Linked DNA regions of Mus musculus: regions 1 and 2 are each linked to region 3. Evidence: chromatin contacts called from public promoter capture Hi-C data. All regions are on one chromosome and are shown on one strand. The core of a region is the stretch at or near the end of the contact, and the rest is flanking DNA. Distances in the headings are between cores, read along the strand shown. Region 1 holds the start of Arhgap30 (Rho GTPase activating protein 30). Region 2 holds the start of Ufc1 (ubiquitin-fold modifier conjugating enzyme 1). Region 3 holds the start of Tagln2 (transgelin 2).

What was found. Promoter capture Hi-C pulls out the DNA fragments that hold promoters and counts their contacts. Capture Hi-C pulls out chosen DNA fragments and counts their contacts.
Region 1: a contact with region 3 is called in a promoter capture Hi-C map of adipose tissue, with 2.3 times the contacts expected there. The contact joins the promoter of Arhgap30 here to the promoter of Tagln2 in region 3. A contact is called at or near these places in 1 of 39 promoter capture datasets (embryonic stem cells) and 1 of 9 other capture datasets (adipose tissue).
Region 2: a contact with region 3 is called in a promoter capture Hi-C map of cranial neural crest. The contact joins the promoter of Ufc1 here to the promoter of Tagln2 in region 3. A contact is called at or near these places in 2 of 39 promoter capture datasets (cranial neural crest and pre-B cells).

What each region holds. Positions count from the first base shown.
Region 1 is chr1:171,385,985-171,390,313 of GRCm38.p6, forward strand. Arhgap30 (Rho GTPase activating protein 30) reads left to right here and starts at 2,976. Exons shown (of 12, transcript NM_001005508.2): 1 at 2,976-3,379. The coding sequence starts at 3,283. Nectin4 (nectin cell adhesion molecule 4) reads left to right here. Exons shown (of 9, transcript NM_027893.3): 8 at 176-250; 9 at 597-2,303. The coding sequence ends at 821.
Region 2 is chr1:171,293,519-171,298,306 of GRCm38.p6, forward strand. It overlaps Ufc1 (ubiquitin-fold modifier conjugating enzyme 1), which reads right to left and starts at 1,484. Exons shown (of 7, transcript NM_025388.3): 1 at 1,403-1,484; 2 at 1,116-1,309. The coding sequence starts at 1,238.
Region 3 is chr1:172,498,574-172,502,926 of GRCm38.p6, forward strand. Tagln2 (transgelin 2) reads left to right here and starts at 1,673. Exons shown (of 5, transcript NM_178598.2): 1 at 1,673-1,759. It overlaps Igsf9 (immunoglobulin superfamily, member 9), which reads left to right. Exons shown (of 21, transcript NM_001145800.1): 21 at 1-304.

The sequences.
Region 1 (4,329 bases), core at 1,726-4,225, 1.1 Mb before region 3:
TGCCAGGGTGGGTTTCGGGAGTGAGGGATGAAGGATGCTTGTGTCGGACATGGAGCCATGGGTGGGGGGGAAAGGTGATCAGGGAGGAGACTGCTAGGGGAGAAGAGAGGTGAGGAGGCTGAGGGGAGGAGACTGAGCTCTTTTCTAACTCCTCCCCTATGTCTGGGCCCTGCAGCCGGAGGAGAGTGTAGGGCTGAGAGCGGAGGGCCACCCTGATAGTCTCAAGGACAACAGTAGCTGCTCTGTGATGGTGAGGCCCCCCCGGCCCCACCGGTGTCCCAACACTCTCCTCAGGCCCCTCTCCTGGCCCCAGATGTGGTGTGACAGCAGCCCCCACCCAGTCCCCCATCGCATCCCTGGCTCACATGCGAACCCCTCCCCCATTTCTGCTATGCCTTTGTTCTCTGTACCCCATCCTTACATGTAACAATTGTTCTTGCCCTCCCCGGCCCCCAAGTTTCCAAGCCCCTATGCCTCTGGAACTACCATTACCCTTGCTTCACCTGACCTCTGACCCTATCACAACCCAGCCCTGCCCTGCTGTGCCTGCCTGTTTGGTCTTGATTCCTGACCTCTCTTCTGCCCATGGTCTCCAGAGTGAAGAGCCAGAAGGCCGCAGCTACTCCACGTTAACCACAGTGAGAGAGATCGAGACACAGACCGAACTGCTATCTCCAGGCTCTGGGAGGACAGAGGAGGACGACGATCAGGATGAAGGCATCAAACAGGCCATGAACCATTTTGTGCAGGAAAATGGGACCCTGAGGGCCAAACCTACAGGCAATGGTATCTACATCAACGGGCGAGGGCACCTGGTCTGACCCAGGCCTGCCTCCCTCCCCGAGGCCTGGCTTCTTCTGCTTCCATGGGGGAACTTCGGCTCTTCTTAGGGGAAACCCCCTTAAATGCCTGCATTTCTTTAGGAAGATACTTCCCACCCTACTGACTGCTCTACTTTGACCTCCAATCCTTCTGTTCATCAGGAGAGCTCCACTGGTTGAGTGCCTCCCACCATTGTGTGTAGGTCATCCTCTGTGTGTGTGTGTGTGTGTGTGTGTGTGTGTGTGTGTGTGTGTGTGTGTGTGTCCGTGCTGTCACGTTAAGAGTCCAAGTGAATGATCTGTGTGCTACTGGATTTGTGGCTGTGTGCAGAGCATTCCTAGGGTGTGGTGTGTGAGTAGAGTGCCTTATGTGTGACCTCTGCCTGCAGAGGCAGGGATTTTCCTCAGACCCCAGAGCAGTATTAGCGATGCAGAGGTTAGAAGCGAGAGGTGGAGACTGTGGCCAGATCCAGGTGTGCGGGCACAGCTGGAGCTAGAATCTGACCTCCAAAGTGGGGGAGCTGTGTTCCCACCCCTTGGGAGCAAGTGAGAAGCAGACACCGCGGGGGTCTGCCAGAGGCCAGAACTGTTACAGAAGCCCTCTGCCCTCTGGTGGCCTGTGGGCCTGCTGCATGTACGTACCTTCTGTAAATTAAACTCCAAGGGAGCTAGCTTCCTGAGTTCTGCTTAGACTCCCTTAATAAGAGAAAAAGAAACTTTAAAAGCAGAGAAAGAAAGAAAGAAGAAACTTTATTGATGTGTGTGCATGTTCTTTACTGGGCTTGTTTAAGCCAGGCCAGGCCACATAGGCATTCAACCAAACTGTCTAGCAGACCACGGCAGGGATTAGTGCCTGTGGTTCTGGAAAGTTCTCTTCCTAGGATGCCTTCACCCACAGAGGTTCTGGGGAGGGGGCTGACAGCTGGAGGAGTCTGGAACCTGGGGTATGAGGTCTGAACACTGGATAAGAGACTAGGGATGGGGGGGCTTGGCTCCCATGGCCCCTCGAATCTTGTCCTCGCTGTGTCTACAGTGGTTTGTACCTTCACGGCGTTGGGACTTGTTGTCAAGGACTCCTGGTTCAGTTGTGTTGAGGGCAGAGGGTAGGTCGCGGGGAAGGTGGAAGTTCAGGTGAAGAGAAAGGGGTGTTGTGGGTGAGGGTGAGAACAGGCCCTTCCCCAGGGGTTTCTGAGTCATTAATCCGGGGCTCTCTGGCACTTTGTATGTGTGGAGCCTGGGGTAAGATGTTTGTTTTTCTTTAGCCTGCCCAAACTTACGCAGTCAGAATACTGGGATTTAGTATCCAACCCTTGTGTGGCCTGAAATCTGCTGGTCTAAAGGAGAAACTCTCATTTCATTCCCAAGCAGCCCAGGACTTATGGACCCCAAGGATCTGGGGTCTTAGTATGTATATTTCATGTAAATATATGTATATTTGTACATAAAATGATATTCTGTTTTTAAATAAACAGATAAAACCTTTTTTTGTCTGATTCCTGTCTTGCCCCTTGAACTGGGTAAGTCACAAGTGCTATGGACTGAGTCTCTATGTGATTCCCTCCCAGGGAAAGGGCCCAGATACAGCTAAGAAAGGAGCAAGTGGCTTTCAAAAGACATTGTAACCATTTCTGAGAGCCCTCAGGTAGGGCCGTGTGGACATAACCTCCTTTTGGGGAAGCCAGTGCCTTAGTTTCTAAAGTGGTTCTAATCTGACTGTACTGGAAACTTCCAGCAGCTGTGTGGGGTGGTCAGCCGTGTACCCTTTGACAGACAAAGAAACTGAAACTCAAAGTCACCTGGTCTGTGTCCTCATTTTCAAATGTACAGCGACTGGAGGCTCAGTGAAGTAATGTGACCTGACCAAGATGGCAGGGTCATCAAAGAATCCCCCACCCTGGGTATGTTCTTCGTGGTCCTTTCCTGCCGTGCTCACAGGCAAAGCCTCGGGTCTCTGTCCCACCTAGAGATTTCGGTCTCTAGAAATGGCAGCCACCTGCTCACACCCCAGGCACCCTTACTCCACCCCGAGATTCTGACATCACCTTCTGCTGTGACCAATGAATGGAGTCCCAGCAATGATGAGGATGTGAATGCCAGCTACCTCCCCCACCCGAGGCCTGTGGTTGCAAAGATGCTCTAACAGGAAGCGGGTTTGAGGAGCTGCACAGCTTCCTGCTCCCCCTCGAGCTGCACAGGACGAGAAGGGCTAGCGCTCAGCTTGGCCACGAGACACAGCTTCATGCCAGGGTTCTGGTAGCTTCCTCTTCCATATCTACTTCCGTGTGGCCCCAGGGGCCCCCCAGAGGCAAGCGCTGCTGTCCCTTGCCCAGGCCACCCTCCACCTCCAGTTTGGAGCCCTGCCCCCCCTGGGGCTGGGCCAAGCCCAACTACTGACTGGGATTCCATGGGGGACTGGTAGGTCAAAGGTCTTGGGGGACAGAGATCCCGGGGGGCCCTGGTCATGAAGTCTCGGCAGAAAGGAAAGAAGAAGGGCAGCTCTAAGGAACGGGTGTTTGGGTGTGACCTACGTGAGCATCTACAGCACTCGGGCCAGGAAGGTAAGGAGGTCAATTGGAACGGGGCAGCTGGGTGGCTGGATTGCCATGCAGACGCCAACCTTGTCTTCTCCGTTGGGCAGAATGAGCTCTTAGGGAACGGGCAGTGGCCCAGGATCACCACACCTGAGATCTAGGCAAAGGCAAGACAGGAAATGTGGCTCAGAGAAGAAGATGGAGAGGTGCCCTTCTGCGGTAGTTAGGGACCGGGTAGCTGAGAACTCGAGGATGGGAATGCCGAGGGAATGTGTCCCGGGGTGGGGTGGGGGATGAGATTTGGAAAATCTGGAGAGGTGGATGAATCAGATGAGAGAATGGAGACTGGGGACAGGGTGGAGGGAATGGAGGTCGGATGCCAGAAGAATGGCTGAAGGGATAGTTGGTGGAACACTAAGTGGAGATACAGGTAAGAAAGGGCCCAGCGAGTCTGAGGATAGAACTTGCGGAGGGGAGAGGAAGGCATTCTAACTGGAGAACAGCACCAAGGGACAAGGACCTAGCCCTTCTGCACCTTTGCTGGGCCACAGGAGTGGGGGCAGCAGGGAGGAGTGACACTCTTCTTTAAATTGCTTGCAAAGAAGAAACCCGTTGATGGTAGACTGCACCGGGAATGCGGGAAAAGTGAACCAGACTGCTTCAGCCCTGGTTTGAAGTGGGGAGTGGAAACTACAATAAAGAGGGGTGTGCACCCAGTCTGGAGCTCCCTCTGCAGTGGGCCTGGGAGCTCATCACTGTGTAGGACATGCAGTCACCACTCAGAACCAGGCCTTAATTTGTTCTGAAATTGATCAGTGCCGACCCGACTACACTGCCCAGCTTGTTTTCAGCACGCAGAGCAACTTAACAAAAAAAGGGGGCACAATTCTGCCCCCCTCCACTCCACCCCACCCCAATCTGTCATTTCCTCTTTGTCCCCCTTCTCTGGTTGCCTGCAGTGAAGGGAGGGTGGTGGT
Region 2 (4,788 bases), core at 234-2,733, 1.2 Mb before region 3:
TACTTTCTGAACATTTCCCAGAATTCCAATTGTCATGCAATCCCAGAAACCATCTGCAGCTGGCAAAACCAGGCCTCTGCTCGAGAACAAGGCAAATCATAGTCAGCTGCTTTGAACCTGTGCCACATCCCCACACCTGGGATTAAAACAAAAACATATTCTTATGCTTCTGTTTTAAAGAAACCAAAATTCCAGAATCCTCGCTACACCTTACTCCTTCCTCCCCATGTTCTCAAAATACCCTAGTTATGTCTCTGTCTCTCCACTTAAACACAGTTTAATACTGTTTCTGTCAACCTCAGTAGGGCCATTCTTATTCGGTTTTATATACTCTCAATAGATACTAGTAACACAATAATATGTTTTATTGTTGTGGTTTGAGGCAGGGTCTCCTATAGTCCAGACTGGCTTTGAATTCATTATGCAGTCTAAAAAACGACCCGAGCTTCCAATCCTGGCTCCACATCCTGGGTACAGAGAACATATGAGCCTCATCAATTTATGAGGTGCCAGAGATGGAACCCAAGGACATCTTGCATGCTACGCAAGCACTCGCCAGTTTCTCAGTGAGGCCACATATACTGCAAGCGATCTACTGGGTTTTGAAGCAGATAGAAAGCACCAAAAGGAGGGCAATCTTTCTCTTCCCATAACAGGAATTAGCTGAAAGGATGGCTAATTTATAACTAAAAACATCTCTCTCTCTACCTCTAAACACTTTAGGTTTTCAGTCCTGACATTAATTCCATCCATTTCATCATGAAGAATGAAAGAGCAGTGATGCACAGACACTTCTTCAGGCGCTAAGAAGTACTTTGACCCCCTACCACAGCCAGCAGAGCAAGCACCTGGTGCGAGAGGGACACGTCACCTTCCCGGAATACTGCTGTTTTTTCCTTCAAAGTCTAGCCCTACTGTGCTCCTAGCCGGAATCTCTTCTGCATCCTCCCTCCGGCCACCCGTAACGCCCCCAGCCCCCCAAACAATCGCATTTATATGAATTTAGAATTTAAACTTTAAAACCGGAAGCGGCTTCCACCCGGAGCCAATTCCCGGGGACACCTGGTTACTCGCCACCCCTCTGCTACGCGGTCAAGCACAGGAGTAAAACTGACCCGGATCAGGGACTGATATTCCTCCTTTAGTCGCTGCACCCACAATTCCCGATCTCGGGGTCCGGCGTTGGTCTTCAGCACCGGGATCTCAGACACGACCCGCCGAGTGGCCTCGTCCGCCATCTTGGACCAGGGAGCAGGAAAACTGCGGAAGTGCAGTTGCTTGTCACTTACTCACGGCGTCGCCATCTTTACTGTGGGAAGAGGAGGCGTTGGATGGCTTTAAAGCGGACCCTGAATGCATTCGATTTTTATTTATTTATTGTAAGGAAATAAAATTGACCTACGGGTGTGAGCGTCCGGAAGAACAGAATGGAGGCGGGCTACTCTGTCCACCTATCATTAAATCACCGGAGCCTGCTCAGAGAACGACTTCCGTTCATGCTCAGAAGCAATCTTGGGAAAAACTCAAGACCTTCCCAAACCAGCAAAGTTGTTTGAATTTCAGGTTTTTCTAGACTGTCTTCAAAGTCCTATCTCCTAAGATGCGCAATTTAACGTCTTTGTTCTCCAGAGTGACTTCCTTACTTTCCATCCCTGTCCTGAATAATTAACACAACTGAATTAGGAAGTATGTAAGCTTGTTTGTTTTTTAAAGGACATTGGGTCCTATATACCACAGACTTGCCTCTAACACATACAAAATGGCCCGGAGCTATTGCTTACTTCAAAATTAATCTGTTTAGGTTTTAAAACCATCCTAAAGATAAAACTTTTTTTTCCAAAGAGTTACTGAATATCTTTTGTGTGCTATATATTAAGTATATAGAAACGATTTCTTCTTAGATGAATTCACCCAAATGACTAACAGTCACTGAATGCCTATTCTAAGCCTATGGCAAGTCATCTGGTAATTTGTTGTTTTTTTATTAGACCAGGCTGGCCTCCGACTCACAGATCTGCCTGCCTCTGTCTCCCAAGTGCTGGTTGGGTAATTTCTAAATTCGTTTGAAACCAAGAAACCTCAATAAGCTTGGTGGCCCACATGTGTTATCCCAGAGCTTAGGGGTCAAGATCAGAAGATTGCTGCAACTCAATTTAAAACGAACAAACTCCATATGCCACAGCTGCTGTGATTGCACACTTTCGATCCCAGCATTTGGGAGGCAGAGGACTCTAGAGTTTTAACCTTGGTGAGTTTGAGTCTACAAAGAGAACAAATTCCAAGATGGTGGTGTCACACATCTTTAATCTCAGCCCTCAGGAGACAGAGGGCTGGCAGATCTCTGAGTTTGAGAGCCAGCCTGGTCTACAGAGTGAGTTCCAGAACAGCTAGGGCTACACAGAGAAGCCCTGTCTCAAAACAAAAACAAAAACAAAAAAATCCCAAAAAACAAACAAACAAAAAACCCCTCAAAACCAAAACAACCCCCTACCCAAAAAAAGAGAAAGAAGGAAAGAAAGAAAGAAAAACAAGACATGCTGTCCTCTGACTTACATACCTATGCCGTGGCATGTGTGCCCCTTCAACTTCAATTTAAATTTATATATTTGTATGTCATGTGAGTGTTTTACCAGCATGTATGTAAGGTACCATGTGCATGCAGTGCCAGTAGAGGCATGTAAAGGGCAACAGATGCCCTGGAACCAGAGTTACAGACATGACTTCCATGTGGGTGCTGAGAACTGAAGACTGATCCTCTGCAAGAGTAGCAAGTGCGCTTAAATCTTGAGCTGTATCTCCAGTCCTCTAGGTGAAAAAACAAACACTCAAATATAGTTTTAAGGGCTGAGGACGTAGTGTAGTGTTAGAATTCTTGCCTAGAATGCACAGAAATGGAGTTGGATCCCCATTATTACATCAACCAGACCTGATGGTGAGTGTCTGTCATCACAGGCTGAGCTACAAATAAATGATGTTGGGTTTTTCCATCCCAGATGATTTCCCTGTGTTGTTTGGTAGATTATTTGTTTTTCTTTTGAGACAAGGTCTGTGTACTCCTGGATGTCCTAGAATTCTCTGTGTAGACCAGGCTGCCCTTGAACTCACAGGATCCAAAGGCCCCTTGCAATTGGAGTGCTGGGGTTAAAGATGTTCTGTACCCTGCTTGGCTAATAGAGTGTTCTTGTCCTCTCTCCCCTATGTTGTTTGATAGTATGTTCTTAGTTTCTTCCTTTCATTCTCAGTGTTGCTTTGGTTTTTGAGACAGGTCTCATGTATCTGAATTCCTGACTCCCAGGTCTCCATGTCCCAAGTACTGGTATTACAGGCACACCACCAAGTCTAGAGGTTTTGAATCTTACTAGCATGCCACACAGCTCTTTATAAAGATATTAGATGTAGCTAACACATCTTTGTAATGCTTCACTAAAGATCTCCTAAGGTAAATAAAATTTATATCTGTGTTTATTTATTTTAGTGTGTGTGTGTGTGTGTGTGTGTGTGTGTGTGTGTGTGTGTGTGTGTGCGCGTGCAGTCACAGTGATGTGGTCAGGGAACAGTGGTTTGAAATTGGTTTTACAATTGCTGTGACATAATTATTTTAATTTTGTTATGTGCATCTGTAAAGGAATAACTTTTCCTGACATTTCTGCTGGATCTGTACATGTACTGCTATCATTTTTTACCTCTTAGTAAAAAACTTATTTCTTGGCCTAGAGAGATGGCTCAGTGGTTAAGAGCAGGAGAGTTCCTAAGTTCAATTCCCAGAAACCACACTGTGGCTCATAACCACCTGTAATGGGATCCGATGCCCTTTTCTGGTGTTTCTGAAGACCCCAACAGTGTAATCACATATATAAAATATATAACTCTTTGGGAGGAAAGAGTTTTTGTTTTGTTTTGTTTTCAAGACAGGGTTTCTCTGTGTAGCCATGGCTGTCCTGGAACTCACTTTGTAGACCAGGCTGGCCTCAAGCTCAAAAATCCACCTGCCTCTGCCTCCCAAGTGCTGGGATTAAAAGTGTGTGCCACCACTGCCCGGTAATAAATAACTCCTTTTTTTTTTCAAGTTATTTATTGCATTTATGAGTACACTGTTGAGGGCATCAGATCCCATTGCAGATGGTTGTGAGCCACCATGTGGTTGCTGGGAATTGAACTCAGGACCTCTGGAAGAGCAAGCTACCAGTGCTCCTAACTACTGAGTAATCTCTCCAGCCCCAATAAATAACTCTTAACAACAACAAAACCCTCATGCTTGTCAGGCAGTGGTGGTATTAGGACCTAGGTAAAATATTAAGGCCTACAGAAAATGTTAAGGCCTGGGTAACTGTTACCTGGCTAGCCTGCAATTATAAGGAAACCTTCTCATATGTTTCTGCTGTGACTAGGAAATTTTTTAATGCAAGATTGATTACATATTGTTATGTTCTGTGCCCTTTGAAACAAATCACAATTGAAGTCAGTTTTGTATAGTTACCCATAACTTGGATCTGAACCAACCACCGGACAGCACTTCCTGCACCTTAGTATAAGCTTTTATATTTTAAGCTGCCATCTTCCACCTTCCATAATTTCAATTCCAGAGGCTATGATACCCTATTTTGGACTTCAAGGACACTAGGCACACATGGTGTTGGGGAATGGCTTTGTGTACTGTGTATTTAGATGCTGATTTCCTTACCCCAGAGATCTGGTTGCAGTCTGGACTTCCGCATGGTCATTATTACTGAAGCATCTCCCATCTTTATGTTGTGTGAAAATTGTTCTTTATCATCTTTGATTGGTTAA
Region 3 (4,353 bases), core at 423-2,922:
GATTTGCAAAGGAGTCCAAGACTTTGGCTCCAAGCTGGGGCACTGCCCCTACCTCTCTGTGTCTCGGTGGCCTGGTGGTAGGCTTGAGTGAGCTTGGTATAGAGTTGGATGTACTGACTCTTTAATTAGTCTGGGAGCTGAACAGGAATGTGTGTGTGTGTGTGTGTGTGTGTGTGTGTGTGTGTGTGTGTGTGTGTGTGTGCGTGCGCGCGCGCAAGCGCGCGTTCGAAAGTGGTGTTTATGGTGTGGGTGCAGGTTTCTTTTTTTTAAAAAACAGGTGAATAATAAATGTCTGGAAACCGTTTCTCTGTCACCTCTCTTTGTGTTTAAGAGAGATGAGGAAGTCCCTGGATATGTACAGAGAGGGTTCTGAATGGGACACATTCAACAGTCATTCAAGAAAAAAGTTGTTGAGTGCCTAGTAGAGATCTGCTGTTAGGCCAGAAGCCATGAGAAAATAGAGAAATCACTGGGATAATGCCTTTGTCCTTGGGGAGTTCTCGCTAGTCACTGAGGCCAACTACGCACTGTGATAAAGCTGTAAGCTGGTTATCACATTGGCACAAAGAGTTCAGTTTGAGTCAATATTTAGTAAATACTTAAAACATGTGGGGATTCCTGGGACACTCACAGGAGACTGCTCAGAGTTCTTTCCATGTCCCGTCCACCGCCCGGAGTTTATTTTGTAGACTGGGCACGGCAACTAAAGCCAAAGGTGCTTTTGTAATTGACCAGAAGCCACACAAGCAGGTAACAGGCAGAGCAGGTGACGGGGCAGTGAAGGAAACCCACTTTCGGGCAGAGGAACACCCTAAAGGCACAGGGGACTGAAACTTGACATTCTGTGGGTCTGAGCGGGACTTTGGGGAATAGAGAAGTCAAAGGTCAGGGTGGAACTGGCTGCTGTTCTTTTAAATATCAGGCTCAACGGGGGACTCCATAACGTGAAGAAAGAAAAACACTGGTGGGTTTTAAATGGGGAACTCCGCTAACTACAGCCTGAAAAAGTAGGTGTTCTGGACACCCCTCAACTATTGCTCTTCACTCTTAAGGGGTAGAAAAGTGCCTGCCAACTTCCTCCACTAAGCCCCCGCCTCCAACCCTCCAAGATCTAAGAAGAAATGTCAATTTATTAAATGGGAGATGGAAGGGAGAGAGAGAACTGGGTCTGAATCCCAGGTCCCAAGCCCTACCACACCCTCAAGGCCCCGGGCAAGGAGTGACCTCACTGTTCTTTTTTTTTTTTTGCCCGGGCTTGAAGTTAAATGGCAAGCAGAACCACGTGGGGGTGCTGTCCCAGCCTGTAAGCACCAGACCTATTACTCCTTACTCTATCCTGTAGGAAGGCGCTTCCTGGACCTGAATTTACAAAAGGCCGGCCTTTTTGTAATAGTAGGCTTCTCATAGAAACAGGCCTGCGATCCTGAGCTAGCTAGTCTAGGCAGAAAGTTTCCTATTAGGATACAAGTCTATGGCTGGTGAATGCAGGTTGAGGATCCCCTGGGCGGAGACCTTTTGCAGCGGCGCCAAGGACTCCGCAGGTCCTTTACGGCTCATTCCTGCCTACTGACCACCTATCTTAAGCGCTCCAGCATTCCACGCGGCGGCGCCTTTAAACCCTCTTGGCCCTTGCCCCGCCCCTGGTCCGCCCCGTCTGAGGCGGGACCCCCCAGAAAACTCCAAGCCCGGCCGGGTCTTGAGCTCCACTCGCCGCTGCAGCCCCTGTCGTGCGTGCGCTCTCATCCAGCCCTCTTGGACGGTGAGCAGGACTGAGGGACCAAGGCAGCGGGGTGGGAGTTGGGGATTATGTGTGTGGTCTGTAGAAAGCAAGAAGCCAACACTTGAGACTTGCTTCTGGGAGCGTGGGGGTTGAAGACTGGCGGACGCTGGGGTCCCAACTGGGTGCCCCGCCCCGTGCTGTCAGGTCCGGTTCCCAAGCCTTCTCTGCATTGTTCAGCAGTTAAGCAAGGCAAGTTTTACGGGTGCACAAGACGGGGCGTCCGTCCCGACCCAAGAGGTCTGGTCCCAAGCCCCAGCCGTTTGCTCCAGCGTTGAGTTCTCTTTGGGGGGAGAAGGAAGGAGGGCGTCGGACGTCCGCAGGCTGCTGAGTGGCCGCAAGAACTAGGTTCTGGCGCGCGCTCCGGTCCATGAATTTACCGCGCGCCCCTTTCACTTCCTGGTCCAGGAGCACGTGTGGGTACTGCCTGCCTTCTGTGACCCCGAGACCGCCCTTTTGCCCCCCTCCTGCTAGTTCGTTTGTCCGGGTACTCGGGGTCACAGGTCTCCGGGAGTTATTTGCACAGTAGCCTGGTCTTCTGTGAAACCCCCTTCTTCTCCTGGAGCGCCTTTGACCTCGGACATCTCCGGGCTGCAGCCCTGACTGCACTCGGATGTGCCCTGTCTGTAGGGGTTGGCTGCTATCCAAACTCTCTTACCCTAGCCTGAGACCCGCTGCCCCCTCCCGTGCCCCCTGCTGCTGGGAAAGCCGGTGGTGGCCGCGGGCGGGCGGGCGGGCTGCCCAGACCTGCGTCACCCCAGTGGCGGGAGGGCGGTGGGTGACTCATCCACATTAACGGCCCAGGCAGGGTGTGGCCGTGGGGGTGGGGGGGACGGCCGAAGGGGCTGGACCGGAAGTAGATTACCTCCTTTTTGGGCTCTGCAGGCCTACCTGTGTTCCTATCCGAGAGGTTCTGGGATACGTGGTATCTGTGGAGCAAAAGCAGCGGTGATGGCAAGTGGAGGTGCGGTGTAGGAGACCAGTGGCTGGACGGGTCTCCTTGTTCCCTAGAGCAGTAGTCAGGGATAGCTCATCTCTAAGCTTCTCCCATTTTCTCTTCCCTGTAGCTCAGGGTACACCTCAGGCTTTGGGCCAAGGTAAGGAGGGGTGAGCAAGGTGTTAACGTTCCAAAGCCGCAAATAATCTTTGTCCTTGCGATCCCCTTGCACACCCTTGGTGTCTATGCTGGTCCCCAGGGGATTGGCCCCTAGTCAGTGTTCACCCCATGGCTTTGTCCTTCGAGATTGCCAGGTGTGGGCTTTTTAAGCAAAAAAAAAAAAAAAAAAAAAAAAAAAAAAGTCTTTCCTACCCAGGGTATGTCTTCTTTGATTCTCTACCCACAAACTGCATATGCCCTCCAGGTCCTCCAGAGCTGCCCCTTCCCCGTTCCCTGCTTCCCCAGTCTGGCTATACCCTGAGAATTGCTGGGATCGCTTTTGCCCCTTCGCCTAGAGCCTCCACCCAAGTCTGTGTGGAGTGGGTGTTCCTGCCCCGGGGGGGCCCCCACCCTGCCTCCATTCCCATGTTTGGTACACAGACGCCATGGCAACGGCCTCCACCCCCTCCTCTTCTCCTGAGCAGCCCTTGTGGCTTCCTGTTTGTGGAGCTTAGCTTTCTCTTCTGCTCTGGACTCTATCTAGGTGGTTAGGGGACTGGCCCCTGGTGGGGGAGGGTCTTCCCTAAGGCGTCCCCTTACCACAGTGCCCCCCACTGGCCTTCTGCCTACCCACGTGGCGTTTCTGTTTCAGAAGTTGGGAAGTTCCCTACATTCCACATGCCCAGGGAGAGGAGAGTCCCATTGTCTTCCCAACACGTAGTCATGAAACCTAGAGTCCAACCCTCCAGCTTGTCTCCCTTGCCTTCAGCGTTGACAGTGAATGGGGTGAGGTAAACTGCCATCCATCCATGGTTTGGGTGGAGCACTGGGTTGGAAGACCTTTTATGACTCCTCCTTTCCCAGTTATTGTTGTAACCTTGTGGGCCTGGTTGAGGATGGTTCCTAGGGCTACAGTCAGCAGTAGAGTTCGTCACTGGCACCCCCCAGGCAAGCTATCCAGTTGTCTTCACTTGGGATACCCAGTTCTAAGCATCTCCCACACCTGTGTTCCAGCTGAACACATCTCTTTAGCCCACCCCAGAAGGAGACTTGCCATTTTCTCTTTCACTGAGGGAGGGCTGGGGCGGGTCTCCTGGGTGTAACCAGGGGTAGGTCTCTCCAGCTGCAGCAGCCACAAGCCATCAGTCGCCTGCCTGCCTGCCTGAGGGGTGGGTAGGGAGAGAGACAGCTGCTGTCCAGGCAGGGTTGGTTGGGAGAGCTTAGTCTGAGAATCCCGTCCCGTGGCTCTGCCACTTTGGGATTCTAGGGTCATGGCCTCTGAGTGGAATGGAGACACTGCAGCTGGAAATGAACAGCCCTGCCAGCTGTGTCCAGTCTCCAGAGCTGGGAGATACTGGAAAGGTCCGTCTCTGGACTCTCTTCTTCCTCTCAACCCTGGTCTCTGGTTAATCATTTTCTTGCCCTTTCTTTACCTGTGCCTGAGCGCTCCAGGCACACCAGCTCCTTGGAAACAGCCCCA